Regions from separate parts of the Mus musculus genome. Here regions 1 and 2 are each linked to region 3. Evidence: chromatin contacts called from public HiChIP or PLAC-seq data. All regions are on one chromosome and are shown on one strand. The core of a region is the stretch at or near the end of the contact, and the rest is flanking DNA. Distances in the headings are between cores, read along the strand shown.

Region 1 (4,459 bases), core at 411-2,910, 230 kb before region 3:
TGCCAAGGGATTTATCTTCTAGGCTTAGTAATGCAGAAAACCTAGGGTTTTGTTGTTAACTGATGATAACAAAAAAAAATGTCTCCTTTTTTCTTGTTAAACATCACATATTTAGCAATTCCAGAATACCAGTCTGATACTGTTTATTCAAATCCAATTTATGGTATATTTGATTATTTACAAATGTCTCAATTTTATTTTAATGGCATGAACAAATGGGTTAATGAACATTTCTGGCACACATCAAAAACCATATCACAAATATTAGTAATTATCTCTCTGAATAAGTAAAATCCCCTTTGTTATCTTTAAATTAATCAACTGATTTTTTTTACCACCTAGAAGAACAAGTCACAATAGTAAACACAATTCAGAAACAATCAGGTTCTCAAAACATCTAAACAAATATACCACTGATACAATCAACTTAACACTAGTCACACATACACAAAAAAACATGGCGAAGGTCTAGTACATCATTCCTGACAATTCTCTTCACGGTGAAAAAAAAAAAAAAACACGACTGCCCAATAAAATGATTTAGCATTCTGTGCATGATTTAATTCTCTACCTTTTAACAGACTGAAAATTTGTAAACGTACGCTTTTTACAACTGTTTACACACATACCTACATGACTTTGTTTTGTTTTTTTTAAAACATGTGAACTCAAAGACCATGAAATTTTTAGCAGTAGGTATATTTTTCCAATTTTCAGTTTTGATACCGGGATCACATCCTTTCGTTTCTTTATATTCATGATCTTCATTTCCCCCTTTTAAAATCTAGTCACCATTACCCATTCTGTCTCTGTACATCCCCAAATATTACTGATTCAACCATTTCCCTTAATCTTTTTTATTTTCTTTCCCATATACTCCCTAGCCAACACACACACACATACATACATACACACACACACTTTCACATGCTCATTCCATTTCAAAATATCCAACTCTGACACAGTTGGTTGGCTTTTTTTTTTTCCTTTCAAACAAAATCACTTCTATATTGCTCTCCTCTCCTTAATTTGGCACTCCTTTTGAAATAATTTTCCACAGTTAAACACCAATGTCTTTCTTTCACAACATCCATCCGCGGAAGAGGAAAAGATTAAGAACCGGGCAAGCGAAACATTTGGGAATGTCAAAGAGACAGCGGCCTCTCGGTCGGGAGGAAAATACAACTCTCCTCCCCGAGCTGTCGACACAGCGAGACTTCTCTTCGGCGTGCTCCGGTTCCCCTCCTGACCTCAACGCCACCTTCCTGCTGCTCTGCTTCCCTGTCCTCCCTCGGCTGTGTGTCCGAGGGGCAGCAGAGCCCGGCGACCGCCACCTTCTCGCCGGCAGCGGCCCCACCACTCACCTGGCAGGTGCGGCCGTCCCGAGAGCTGCACGAATCGGTTGAGCTGTCCGGTGCCCCGACCCCCGCCGGCCGCGCCGGCCCCGCTAACCCCGCTGGCCCCGCCGGCCGCGCCTCCTCCCCGCCGGCGGTTCCGGTCCCAGCCCTGGGCAGCCGACATGGCCCGCTAACGATTGCCGCAGCCCGGTCCCGGCAAGCCCCTGCCCCGGCAGCGCGAGCCGAGCCTCCTTCCCGGGCTCCTCAAGAGACCCGGGAGACGGGGGCCGGGGTAGCGCCGGGCTCTCCAGCAACCAATGGCTGGCCGCCTTGGTGACAGTGGACCAATGGGCAGTCTCTTTCTTGGCAGGTGGAGGGAGGCGGGGAGAGACGTGGTAACCATAGCTATAGCTAAAAGAGATGGGGGGAGAAAAGGCGTAAGCAGACGCTCAGAGAGCGCATCGATTCCCGGAGCTCGCCCGCTTCTCCGGGATGCTGGGGGCTCAGACCAGATAGTCGAAGACCGAGCGGGGAGGCTACGCCAGAGGAGACTCCCAAGCAGGGTCGCTGCCTCAGCATGGTCGATACTCCGGAATTCTGTCCCATAAGCACTGCATTTAGAAACATCATAGGTACACAATGCATGTACTTGGTGTTGGTACATCTGTCTGCAGTTCTGCAAACTGAGCCCCGGTCTGCGGACTGTTGCCACACACAAAGGGCTCACGGGAGGTGGGGGCAGGGGGAGGAGTCAGATGAAATCTAAAAAACTCCTGGCTTTCATCATTTGTTTTGTCTCACGGTGGCACTGCCGGGACCCTTCCCCTGCAAAAGCCACGTCAAGAGCAAACAGCTTTAAACCCGATTAGCAAATACCGAAAACTGTTCGATATTAGAGTAATCATAGAAACACAAGTGAAAATTTCAATAAGAAAATCTTTCAGGCATCAGTGAAGATCTTTATTTAAACACGCGGCTTGTGTATGCCTGCCAAGAAAAAAACAATAGAAAAAGATACTCTCTTAGATGACACACGATCAAGTAAATGTTTTACTCACACACACACACACAAACAATCCACCTCAATTGTCTTACAATATACACAGTTAACGATAGAAAATGGAACGGACGATGTGATTTTAAAATGTAAATATCAGAAATTCCCATCGTTTCAAAATTAAACCGAAAATTTGGCTTTGAAGTTGGGGAGGCGCAGTGCACAGTGGGAAAATGCAGATACACATTGCTGTTTCCAAATAAGGAAAAAAAACATAAATTTCTCAAGGGAAACAAAACCTTTCAAGATCTAATCTGATGGACTGCTGACCCCCTTGATGTTTCACACATGAGAACCTCACATGTTGGATTTTTTTTTTTTTTAAGGAGTGGGGTGGAGAAGGAGAAAGTGCTGAGACCAGAAGTCTCCTTTGATCTCAGTGAGCAAATTTCATGTCGTCATGAAATTTTGGTTTTTTGTCTCCACACCCAGTTTCTGTAGGAAAAGAAGTATTTTTATCCATTATGCATTATGATACAGTTTATTGAAATGTTTGACATCTGATAAAAAGAAAACCCATGGAGCTGGGGATGAAGGTAGCTCAGTTGCTTAAAATACTTGTCTAGCACCAAAGGTACAGTCTCCTGCCACAGTATAAAACTCAGCATGGTGACACACTCTTGTAATCCCCAACCGAGGATGGTGGCAGAAAGATCAGGCATTCAAATCCAGCCCCACTCAGATAGATACATTACAAGTTCAAGGCCAACCTTAGCGGCATAAAATCCAGACTCAACAACAACAAAAACAAACAAACAAACAAACAAACCCAGGACCACCAAGAGCTAGAAGGATGTATGCAGAGCACTGGCTGGTCGTCCAGAGGACCTTGGTTCGATTCCTAGGACTTACAGAGCAGCTCTCAACCATCTGTAAGTCCAAATTCAGGATCAGACGCTCTGTTATGACCTCCTCTGGGTGCTGGGCATGCAAGTGATGTACAGACAGACATAAGGGCAGGCAAAACACCCAGATATATTAAATTAAATTAAATTTAAGAAAAAAGGCTGGACCAAACAGAAGCCTAGCGTGATGGTGCTTGCCTGTCTCCCCAGCCCAACACCTCACTGGCAGAAGTAGGAGGCCCATAAATTCAAGTGCCTTGGCTATATAATGAGTTTAGAGCCACTCTGTGATTTATGAGACTGTCCCCAGCCGCTCCCCAAAACCAAAGTCTGTGATCCTAAAACAGGAGAAAAAAAAAACCCCTAATGAGTTAATTTTTCTAAAGAATTGTACTCCCCCAGCTGGAGGGATGACCCAGCAGCTAAAAGCACTGGCCACTCTTCGAGAAGACCTGGATTTGATTCCCAGTACCCACATGGTAACTTACAACCACCTGTAACTCCAGTCCCAAAGAGTCGAATTCCCTCTTCTGGTGTCAATGGTACCAGGCACACATAAGGTACACAGACATACATGCAAACAAAACACTCATATATACATTTTTTTAAAAATGAATTGTACCAACTGAACAACCTGATTCTAATATAAGGAAATATCCTTTTTAAAGGTTTATTCATTTAATTTAAGCATACAAGTACACTGTAGCTGTCTCCAGACACACCAGAAGAGGACACTGGATCCCATTAGATTATGAGCCACCATGTGATTTCTGGAAATTGAACTCAGGACCTCTGGAAGAGCAGTCAGTGCTCTTTAATCACTAAGCCATCTCTCCAGAGCCAAGAAATGTTGTCTTTCTAGGAGAATTCTGTATAAACAAGGAATGGTAGGATACCACCATTTTGCCACCCCTAATGAATTAAGAGAACTTCCCGTTGAATGTCTGCAATCACTAGCATCACATGACAGTATAACATGATCATGTTGAAGGCTTAAGGGCACTGGGGGCAGGGGGAGCAATGAGGGCCAATAAAATGGCTCATTGGGTAAAGGCAGAAAGTATGTAGGAGCTGAAAGACGGGAGGCAGTGCTACGAGACTCAACTCACTGCAGTTCACATAAATATCAGCTATAGTTGCCTGCACAAGACCAGGCTGATCAACATTCCAGCACAGGTCTGTGTCGTGTGAGGCTCTGCTTCCAGCTGAGGAACTCTGGA
Region 2 (4,096 bases), core at 16-2,515, 180 kb before region 3:
CCTTAGCTGCACACCTGGCCACCCGTGTCTCCAGGCTGTAGGGACTTTTGGGTCTGAGGAAAAGAAATGGGCACTGGGCTCAGGCAAAAACATCCCAGAATGTCTCGCTAGCTCATCCTTGCTATGGGAAGGATTCTTCTCGCCCAGTGGCTCTCCCCCATCAGCAGAGGTGCTGGTACTTCAGCTCGATGCCCAGTTTTAGAAGCATCGGGAAGCAGCATCTTGGGCAACCAAACACCAAGTGAGATAACCACATTCTTGCCAGCCTCCTCCAGCCTTGGCTCAGGGCCCAGCAGGGCCACCCTTAGGAGATGGTGCTAAGAAGACAACAGGCAAGCTAATTATAGGCCCGGCCTGCTGGGCTGTGGACACTGCCTGTTTGGCCTGCACGGCTTACCTGAGTCATCTATCCTGCGGCCACTTGAGCCTGGATCTGGACTAGCAGGCCACAGGGAGTCAGGAGCGCCTTCCCTGTGCTCAGTCTGGTCAGCTGCACCACTTCCTGCCTCTTTTCCCCTCAGAAAGCCAGTTGAGGCAGGTGAGCACCCCAGATCAGAGGCCAGAAGGCCTAATGCCTACTGCGAGGTGAGCACAATGCTGGGATCCCAGAGTCTCTGGAAAAATCACTTCACAGGTCAAAGTAAAAGGCATAGAATGAACAGGGCAGTGGCCTCCTCCTTCCACCACACGGTCCACACCTCCATCCTCTCCCTGAACCTTACTGGTCTGCAGGGGCCCCAGCTCTCTTGCTCCTCAGTGGTCAGCTGTGATCTGGGCTCAGTTCCCATAAACTTAGCCCAGGAATTTTTCAAAGTAAAAGGAGGGCAAATATGGGTGCCGTGGTTCAAAAAATCAGTCTTAAAATCACAACAGAGTTAGAAAACATTCTTTGAGGCGTTAAAAATGAGGATAAATGACAAGAAAGTCCCCAGCTCTTTGGATTTAGTGCATTAGGGAGGCAAGGGTGTGGCAGGAGAAAAACTGGGGGTACCCTCTGTGAGGGGAATGTTTGCACCCATAGCAGGGCTCATCTGTGCACTAGAAGGCCAACATGGAAAGCTGTGAACCCAGACTCGGGAGGCAGAGGCAGAGGGGTCAGGAGTTCAAGGTCAGCTTTGGATAAGTGGTGAGTTCAAGGCCAGCATGGGCTACATGAGGTCCTATTAAAAAAAAAAAAAAAAAGCCAAAGGGGCCGTGAGTGAGGTCGGGCAAGAAACAGGAAGTGATGTGGGTGGGTGCTGTTTTGTTTTGCTTCTGTTTTTGAGAGGGAGAAGGAGAGGGAGAGTGTGTGTGTGTGCCAAAAGCCATAGGTCTCCTAGAGCAGGAGTCACAGGAAGTGAGTTGTCTGACATAGACGTATGGGATTGAACTCACGTCCTTTGGAAGAGCAACACTTGTTCTTAACTCTTAAGTCACCTTTTCAGCCCCTAATTTTTTTTTTTAATTTAAAAAAAAAAGATGTGTGTGTGATTGGAGGGGTCTATCATGGCACAAGAGTGGAGGTCAGAGGACAACTTTGGAGTTGATTCTGTCTGTCTACCTTTAGGTGGGTCCTTGTCATAACAGCAGCCATCTCACCAACCTGTTCTCTTGGTTGTTTTTGTTTTTGTTTTTGTTTTTTCCCCTCCCTGTTTTATTTTAGTTATCTATCTATTTATTTTGAGACAGGGTTTTTCTGTGTAGCCCTGGTTGTCCTGGAACTCACTCCATAGACCAGGCTGGCCTCGAACTCAGAGTGCTGGGACTTAAGGCATACAACCCGGCCTTCCTTCCTTTTTTTTTTTTTTTTCCTGACAGGGTCTGTATCTCCCTCTGTAAGCCTGGCTGACATGCCTCTTGCTATGTAGTGACTGTAAGGCTGGACTCAAACTCAGAGATTCTGCCTGCCAAGCCGCCCACGAGCTGGGGTTCAAGGCTTGTGCCCCTTCACCCTGCCTTGTGTTTTGATATTTGAGACAGGTTCTCTTGTAGTCAGCTTTAAACTCTCCATCCTCCTGCCTCTACCTTGCAGGTGCTGGGATCACAGGTATGTACCATGATGCTTGTCTGTTTTAAGGGAGCCATCCTTTTGGGGTAGGAATGAAGTTCTCTGCTCCCCAGGAGAGTAGACCACCAAGCGCCTGCCCGAGAGCTTTGCCTGGCCTCTCTCCGCAACTCCCACAGCACTAGAGGGTTGGTGACACCCTCTGCCATCTGAGCCTCAGCGCTCCTGTTGCCGCCCACAGCCCCTCATGCTTTCTACCCTTCTTGAAGTGAGCCTGATTACAGACTGCCCCCCTGGGGGAGGGAGCGGAGGGAGGGTGGAGGGAGACCTAGTTCTGGCCTTGCTGACTAAAAGAATGACCTCAGTGTCATAATGACTGGCTTTCTGGTTAAGCTGCCAACCTGGGTGCCTCCCCACTCTGGCCTTTAAGATAGCTCCACACAGGATGATTGTGTCTGTCGGCAGAGAGCAGTTGGGCTCCTGTAGCAGGAGTCCGTCAGGAGATGGTCCGGCCTCACCCTCAGTACCACCCCATTAGACGGGGCTCATAATGGAACTCCCCAGGACAGAACCCTTCATTTTTTTGTTCTTATTTTTTGGTTTGATTTGTCTAGACAGGGTTTCTCTGTGTAGCCCTGGCTGTCCTGGGTCTCTTCTCTGTAGACCAGGCTGGCCTCAAACTCCGAGATCTGCCTGTCTCTCTTGAGTGCTGGGATTGATTAAAGGTATGCTGGCCTGGCTCCAGGACAGAACCTGGGAACCAAGAAGTCTCTTACCACTCTATAATCTGAGGGGAAAATCAGGGCACCGAGTCTACGTATGACTTTGTACATGAAAACACTCTGCCAGTTTAAAAGTGAGATTGGCAGTAGATGCCGTCCATACCTGTAATCTCCATGTCAGGGCCAGCATGATGCTCCACGCAAGCCTGGAGACCTGAGGTCAGCATTCAGACCCCAGTATGGGTTGCAGGGCACCCTGCTCAGTCTTTGGTTTTGGGGTTTTTTTGTTTTGTTTTGTTTTGTTTTTTCTGTGATAAGCCATTCTGACTGGAAGCCTCCTGGGGAGGAAAGGGTTTATTCATCTTACATCTCCATCTCTGAGGGAGGTCAGGCAGGAAAATGAGACAGAAACGAAGCAGAGGTGAAGCAGAGGTCGGAAGGAGCCCTGGTAACTGACTTGCTCTCCCTGGCTTGCTCAGCTGTTTTTATAATACAACCCGGGCCTATCCGCCCCCGGATGGCACCATCCTCCGAGGGCTGGGCCATCCTCCGTCAGTTAGCAATCAAGAAAATATCCCCACAGACATGCCCACAGGCAAGCCCAATGCAGTCACTTCCTCGGTTGAGAGTTCTCCCAGGTGTGTCAAGTTGACAATCAAGATTAGCCACCACACTGTCACAACAAAATCAAAAGCTGAAGGAAAGACTGGGTCAAGAGGAGAAGACAGGTAGCCTGGAAAACAGAGACTGCAGGAAAATCGCCCCGAGGAATCTGAATGAGAAGCAGGCCATGGGCCAGGAAGTGGCTCAGGACATCTGAAGCCATACATAGAATGTGACAGGCAGATGACCTTTTCATTGGGATCAGGACTGTGCCCCACCTTTGGACCACTGAACCAGCAAGCCACCCAGAGAGATGGCAGCTTGTCACAGATGCCAAAACTGCCATGAATGCTACTGTAACGGGTTATCCATTCCTGGCAAGAATCTAGACAGCCTTTGGGAGATCTGATCTGTGCCCCTCCAACTACCCAAGCAGGAATTTAGTGCCATGGAGGTGATCGTGGGGACATCCTCCAGTTGTTTCAAACTCCTGACTCTCCTCAGCCTTGGAAATGCTGAGATTACAGTAAGACCCACCATGCCTCACTAGCCCCAGCCCTTTGCTGTTCTGAGGAATCCCAAATGCAACGTTCCCTGTGTTCTTGGCTAACCCAGTGATAGCCAGTCACCATGAGGCAGCTTACATCCACCTCCCTGGCTCTAACTTCAGCTCCTACTGGCTGACCTTGCAAACCCCCAAGCTACTGGGGAGTCAAAGCCACCACATCTCCACAGGCTCCAAGAAGCAGTGCTCCCTGTCTGTATGGTGATGACCCCTCCCCAGTTT
Region 3 (4,653 bases), core at 1,570-4,069:
GCCGCTTTGAGCATTCCAGAAAGATATATATCAAAAACAAAACAACAACCCAAAAAACCCAAAAACAAAAACCCCCAAAACAACAACAACAAAAACCACGGCTGGAGGGAGCACAGGACCAAACTGAAAGCACGAGGCCCCCACTGTTCCTAAGAGCCCAAGAAGTGGGTTGGTCTCGGGGCTTGTAGTCCGCACAGCAACCCTATCCCCGAGGCTGATACATATTAGTGGAAAGGGAGATGGAACCTGAGGACTAACTCCTCACTCAACATTTTCGGCACAACTGGGGCTAACACGAGGGAGTGAGAGGTTGGGATTAGGTAGATTGCACAGGGCAGAGGTTGGGGAAGAATAATGGACACGCTGAGAGATGCTAGGAACGCTGAGTCTACGTGCCCTGCCTGGCACAGGGCGTGCTGGCCACTCAGTACCCCACGGGCCTAGGGACCAGGTAAGGCTCTGAGGTTCAAGAGCCTAAGCACAAGATCTTGTAGGCGTGGGGGCGTGGGGGCGTGGGGGTGGGGTGAGGCGTAAGTAAGGCCCCTTCTAAACCGTGATCCAGGGTCGGGAAGCAAACTACATGTCTCTAACAGCTCGGCTCTGGCCCGAGAGGGTCGTTGTCCTCTGGAAGGGAGGGATCTCTGTATCTGTAGGTGGGGAATACCGCAGCTCGTAGGCACAAGTTGGAAGGGTAGGATACTTGCATGCAGCCTTGGGTACACTCGGCGGGCCAGCAAAGTAAGGATCTGGGTTCGTCCGAGCTCTTCACCGACCGGAGCCCCGGGCTGTAAGCGATCTGGGATATCGGGTCCCTGGGGACCGCCCCCTCACCACTCCGGTCCAGCTCCAGTTACTGGTCGAGCCTGCTACCTAAAATATGTATGAGGACCTTGCGGGTGCAATTTCACGGCCCCTCCTAGAGTGAGGCTGGGGGGTCTCAGGGTGAGAAGGGAGCTGCGCGGGCAGCAAGCGACGCTGGCTCTTGGGCGGGGGCTGTCTCGACTTTCAACAGAGCATTTAAGAAAGGTAGAAACCGGATCCATCTCACCCGCGCCCCCGCCCTTCGAGTCCGACGGCGGGACCCCGCAGCCGAGCGGCTAGCTTTCCGTTCTGCGGTGTCTGGTTCTCGACAGCAGGTGAATGGGCCCAGGCGAGGCGCGGGGGGGCGGGGCGTACGCTATAAAGGGGCGCGGCAGGACTAGGGGGTCACTCGCAGCCGGTGTGGCCTGCGCGTCCGAGCACACAGAGCTGTGACCGCCTGGTGCCGGACAGGCCTAGGGACCAGGTAGGGCGTGAGTGGAGATGCCGGCCGGCAGTGAGGTTCAGGGCCACAGGGATGGAAAGGGAAGGAGGCGGGACAGGGAGGGTTAATGTAGAGTCACCACACCCCCCTGAGGTCTGTCGGGTCGTGCCCTGCTCTTCCTGTTCGGTTCTGGTGCATCACGTCCCATCCCCAACTGTGCTGGGAGAGGGACAAGCGGGTCCTGGCCTTCCTGCCTTGGGGTGGGTCTTGCCTCCGGAGCCATCTGTCTGTAACATCCATGGCTGAAGCAGGTCTTGCCCAGGAGCTGAGTATCTAGAAGGGTTCGTATCTGCAGCGTCATTCTCGGACCCTGGCAGACAGCAGGGGAGGGAGGAATCCAGGGGCTCGGTTCCCCTAATCCATTTACTTCGCTTGAGCTCAAGGTTTTCAGTCTCAGCGCAAGGGCCCTTTAGTTTGGTGGGAACATCAGCTAAGCCCCACCCCACCCCCACACCCGGTTTTAGAGGCTTCTAGGCGGTCAGACCTGCCCGGATTCATTGGGAGAACTAGGAGCTAAAAGGGAGGAAGGCGGATTAACGTTTTATTTTAATCTGGTTTTGAACTGTGGTTGCCGTCTGGGGCAGCCGGGCGCGGCAGGGAATGGGAGGGCGCTCAAAGCAGGGGAGGGGGATGTGCGCACTCTCTGGTCTCAGGATGCTGGGGAGAAGGAAGAGGCCACTTCAAACGAGACAGCTAGGGTGTACCTTAACTCTGCTCCTCCCCAGAGGCTCCGGGGTGGCATCCTAGCTAAGAAGGTTCCGAGGGATCTAATCCCCGTCCTCGTTCCAGATGGCCCCGCCCCCTCCCGGGGGAGCCACTGCGGCAGTGGAGGGGCAGGAAGGGAGATGGGAAGGGGTCTGGGGGTGGCTTCCCTTCCCCTCCCCCTTCCGGGACAGGCGGTCTTTGTTCCCTGCGGCGGCGGCGGCCAGACACCTGTGAGGCTTCAGGGCTAGGCAAAGGTGGGTTAGGACGAGTGGCGAGCCTCTGGTGCCCACTCCAACTCTCTACCTTCGGGCCAGGGTGCTCCCACCGAGGCAGAACAGACTGTGGCCAGTTCTCCGGCTGCAGAGTACCGTCTAGTGTGGTCCCACAGTACTCCTGGCCTCCAAACGCACTTCCCCTCCCCCAGCCCAGAGTCGGATTTCCAAGTTTGCTGTGCTACACACACCTTGGCTAGCAAGGGGTTCAGAGGGAGGTGGGATGGTAGGGCATCGGGGCACACCTCGGCCGGCGGCACCCCAGCCCAAGGTAGGAGGCTAGAACAGCGAGTGGGCAGCGGGACCCCTTAGGGGCCAAACCCAGCTGGGTTCGGCGAACAGGCGGGGCTCGCGACGTATCCGCAGTCCCGGTCGGGCGTGCCCTACGACGCGCACCAACCGGAGCAACATTCAAGGTGAATCATCTTCGGTCCGCCTCCCGTCCCTCCCCCGCCCCACAGCACCTGAGCCAATGGCGCGGCGCGGGGGGCGGGCGGGGCGCTGGGGGCGGTAAAACCCTCCCGGAGTCATTATCTCTGCACTCCGTCGAGCCCCCGGGTCTCGGCGCCGGAGCCTGCTAGCCTCCTTCCTTGAACACGATCGTCACACCTGGTGCACCCCTTTCGTCTGCCTCTGGGGCTCGGTGACCATTCAGCCCTACCCCGCCTGCTGCGTGGAAGAGGCTCCTCCTCAGGTGGCTCGGCCGGGGCCTTCCCCTGCAGACCTGTCACCCGACACCCAGGAAGCGCGCGGCCCCATCCCGGCTCCTCTTTGTTCCCCCGCTGGGCTCCGCGCTCCGGCGCCACCTCCTCCCGCCAAGGTCCTGGTGATTTGGGGCGCCGCTCTCGGCTCAACCTGGGCACGCCTCAAGTTCTGTCCATTGGGCCCGCTCCAAACGAGGGCCCTTTTTTTGCCTAGTTCCTCGGGTGTGGACTCGGAGCAGAGCTGGGAGGCGGCGGTGAGCCCAGCCCGGAGCCGGCGCAGGTGAGTGTGCGGGGCGGGGCCGGGCGGAGCCAGTGCTGGGCCAGGGAGAAGGTGGAGCGGGTGCCGGAGGGCCAACAGTTCTAGCACCCAGTTTTGTGGGCGGCCGGAGGGGCAAGCAGAGGCCACGTCGTGGCTGTGGCCTTCGGGGATGACGCGGCACTGTGAATTCCTGACTTCCTTGGCCTTTTGGCGGGGATGCCGGCGAGGTGCCAGGGGACGGGGCCCTCAGTACCATGTGCACCGCATCCAGTGCGGTTCCCGGGGCGGGAAGAAAGCGGGGGGCATTTTGAGCCTAGGTTGGGTTTGGCTCGGTGCCTGATGCTGCCCGCCCTAATGTCGCCTCCCGGAGGAATTCGGCTGGGGTCCCGGGAGTTTCGCCGCCCTGTTGGGCCTGGGAGGAAGTGCAAGGCCGGGAGGCTGGCCGCGACGCGGGCTGGGGAGCGTTCCTGCGTCGAGCTGGTTTCTCCAGCCCCTTCTCAGGGTTTCACTGCAGGTTGGTTATCGCTTCCGTGGCCCGGAGCCTGCCCCGCCCAGTCCCCTGGGAAAAGCTGGTCCAAGAACTCAGCTTGCCTTCCTTCTGTATCCTCCGGCCTGGAGCAAGCGGATACCAGTTCTGAGTCCGAACCAATTCGGTTAGCAAGGGCTGCTCCCAGGTCCCCAGAATCCTGCCCCCGGAACATGTCTCGGATGTTTTACTAGTCGGTGTATCCAATAGTTACCGGCAGTGGCGATGCAGCCCAGGCATCAGGGATCGCTCAGTTCTGCGGAGCCCTACAGGCTGAGCCCTTCCTTCATCCTTGGCACCCCTACACTAAGTAGAAAGATCTGCTAGCGCAAGGGATGCAATTCTGATTAGGAGATTAGGGACAGAGATGGGGGGCGGGTGCCCTATTGGGCGCCGTCTCTGTCAGAGATAGTTAGGACAGGGCCTTCTAGGTTTCCTGCTGGCTAACCTCCTGAGGACTAAGAGTCCAGTTTTCACACTGAGCCAGGTACCTGTGTTACACGTCCGCCCTGAGACTCCGTGCACAGTCAGTCTAGCCTGCATCACCCTCTGCCTAGACAAACCTTGGGCATCATGTTTCTAGATTTCTGTTCCGAGGTCAATCAAGCCTTCTAAGAAACCCAGTAAACCGAGCCCACCTTTCATCCTCCACTTGTTTTCTTTAGGGCTTCTAGCCACCCTTTCAAACAGTGAGGGGGGTCAGTGGGTGGGAGATTATTACACAAAGAAGAAACAATTTCACTGTAATAGTCTCCCTTGTGAGGATTTCGTTTATTCTTATTTTCCACTAGGAGTATTAACGGGGTCCAGTGGCCCTGGGAACGTGCTTGTGCTGTGCACAGCTGAGCACACTCGAGTTTGGTGCATGCCTGGGTAGCTTGGAC

Evidence for each region. HiChIP or PLAC-seq counts read pairs in DNA pulled down with a chosen protein or histone mark.
Region 1: a FOXA1 HiChIP or PLAC-seq map of pancreatic cancer cells shows a contact between it and region 3. The contact joins the promoter of Klhdc10 here to the promoter of Mirc35hg in region 3. A contact is called at or near these places in 1 of 484 Hi-C or Micro-C datasets (embryonic stem cells), 3 of 115 datasets of contacts at active chromatin or transcription factors (embryonic stem cells and pancreatic cancer cells) and 2 of 9 other capture datasets (adipose tissue and pancreatic islet).
Region 2: a contact with region 3 is called in an H3K4me3 HiChIP or PLAC-seq map of craniofacial prominence, with 4 times the contacts expected there. The contact joins the enhancer-like site here to the promoter of Mirc35hg in region 3. A contact is called at or near these places in 11 of 39 promoter capture datasets (the 3T3-L1 cell line, the C10 cell line, the HPC-7 cell line and 8 more), 6 of 484 Hi-C or Micro-C datasets (CD4 T cells, bone marrow-derived macrophages, embryonic stem cells and 2 more), 15 of 115 datasets of contacts at active chromatin or transcription factors (craniofacial prominence, double positive thymocytes, effector CD8 T cells and 7 more) and 1 of 9 other capture datasets (liver).

The regions. Positions count from the first base shown.
Region 1 is chr6:30,399,056-30,403,514 of GRCm38.p6, reverse strand. It overlaps Klhdc10 (kelch domain containing 10), which reads right to left and starts at 1,660. Exons shown (of 10, transcript NM_029742.3): 1 at 1,365-1,660. The coding sequence starts at 1,521.
Region 2 is chr6:30,352,095-30,356,190 of GRCm38.p6, reverse strand. No RefSeq gene overlaps it. Among named protein-coding and RNA genes, the nearest start is that of Zc3hc1, 37 kb to the left of the region's middle. Within about 2 kb of position 1,265, at least 87 of the 459 cell types and tissues checked have an H3K27ac peak or open chromatin away from gene starts, as enhancers often do. A contact at or near this core is called in the HPC-7 cell line, bone marrow-derived macrophages, double positive thymocytes and 2 more, where this site is marked.
Region 3 is chr6:30,172,291-30,176,943 of GRCm38.p6, reverse strand. It overlaps Mirc35hg (microRNA cluster 35, host gene), which reads left to right and starts at 2,819. Exons shown (of 2, transcript NR_126540.1): 1 at 2,819-3,264. It overlaps BB283400 (expressed sequence BB283400), which reads right to left and starts at 321. Exons shown (of 1, transcript NR_038124.1): 1 at 1-321.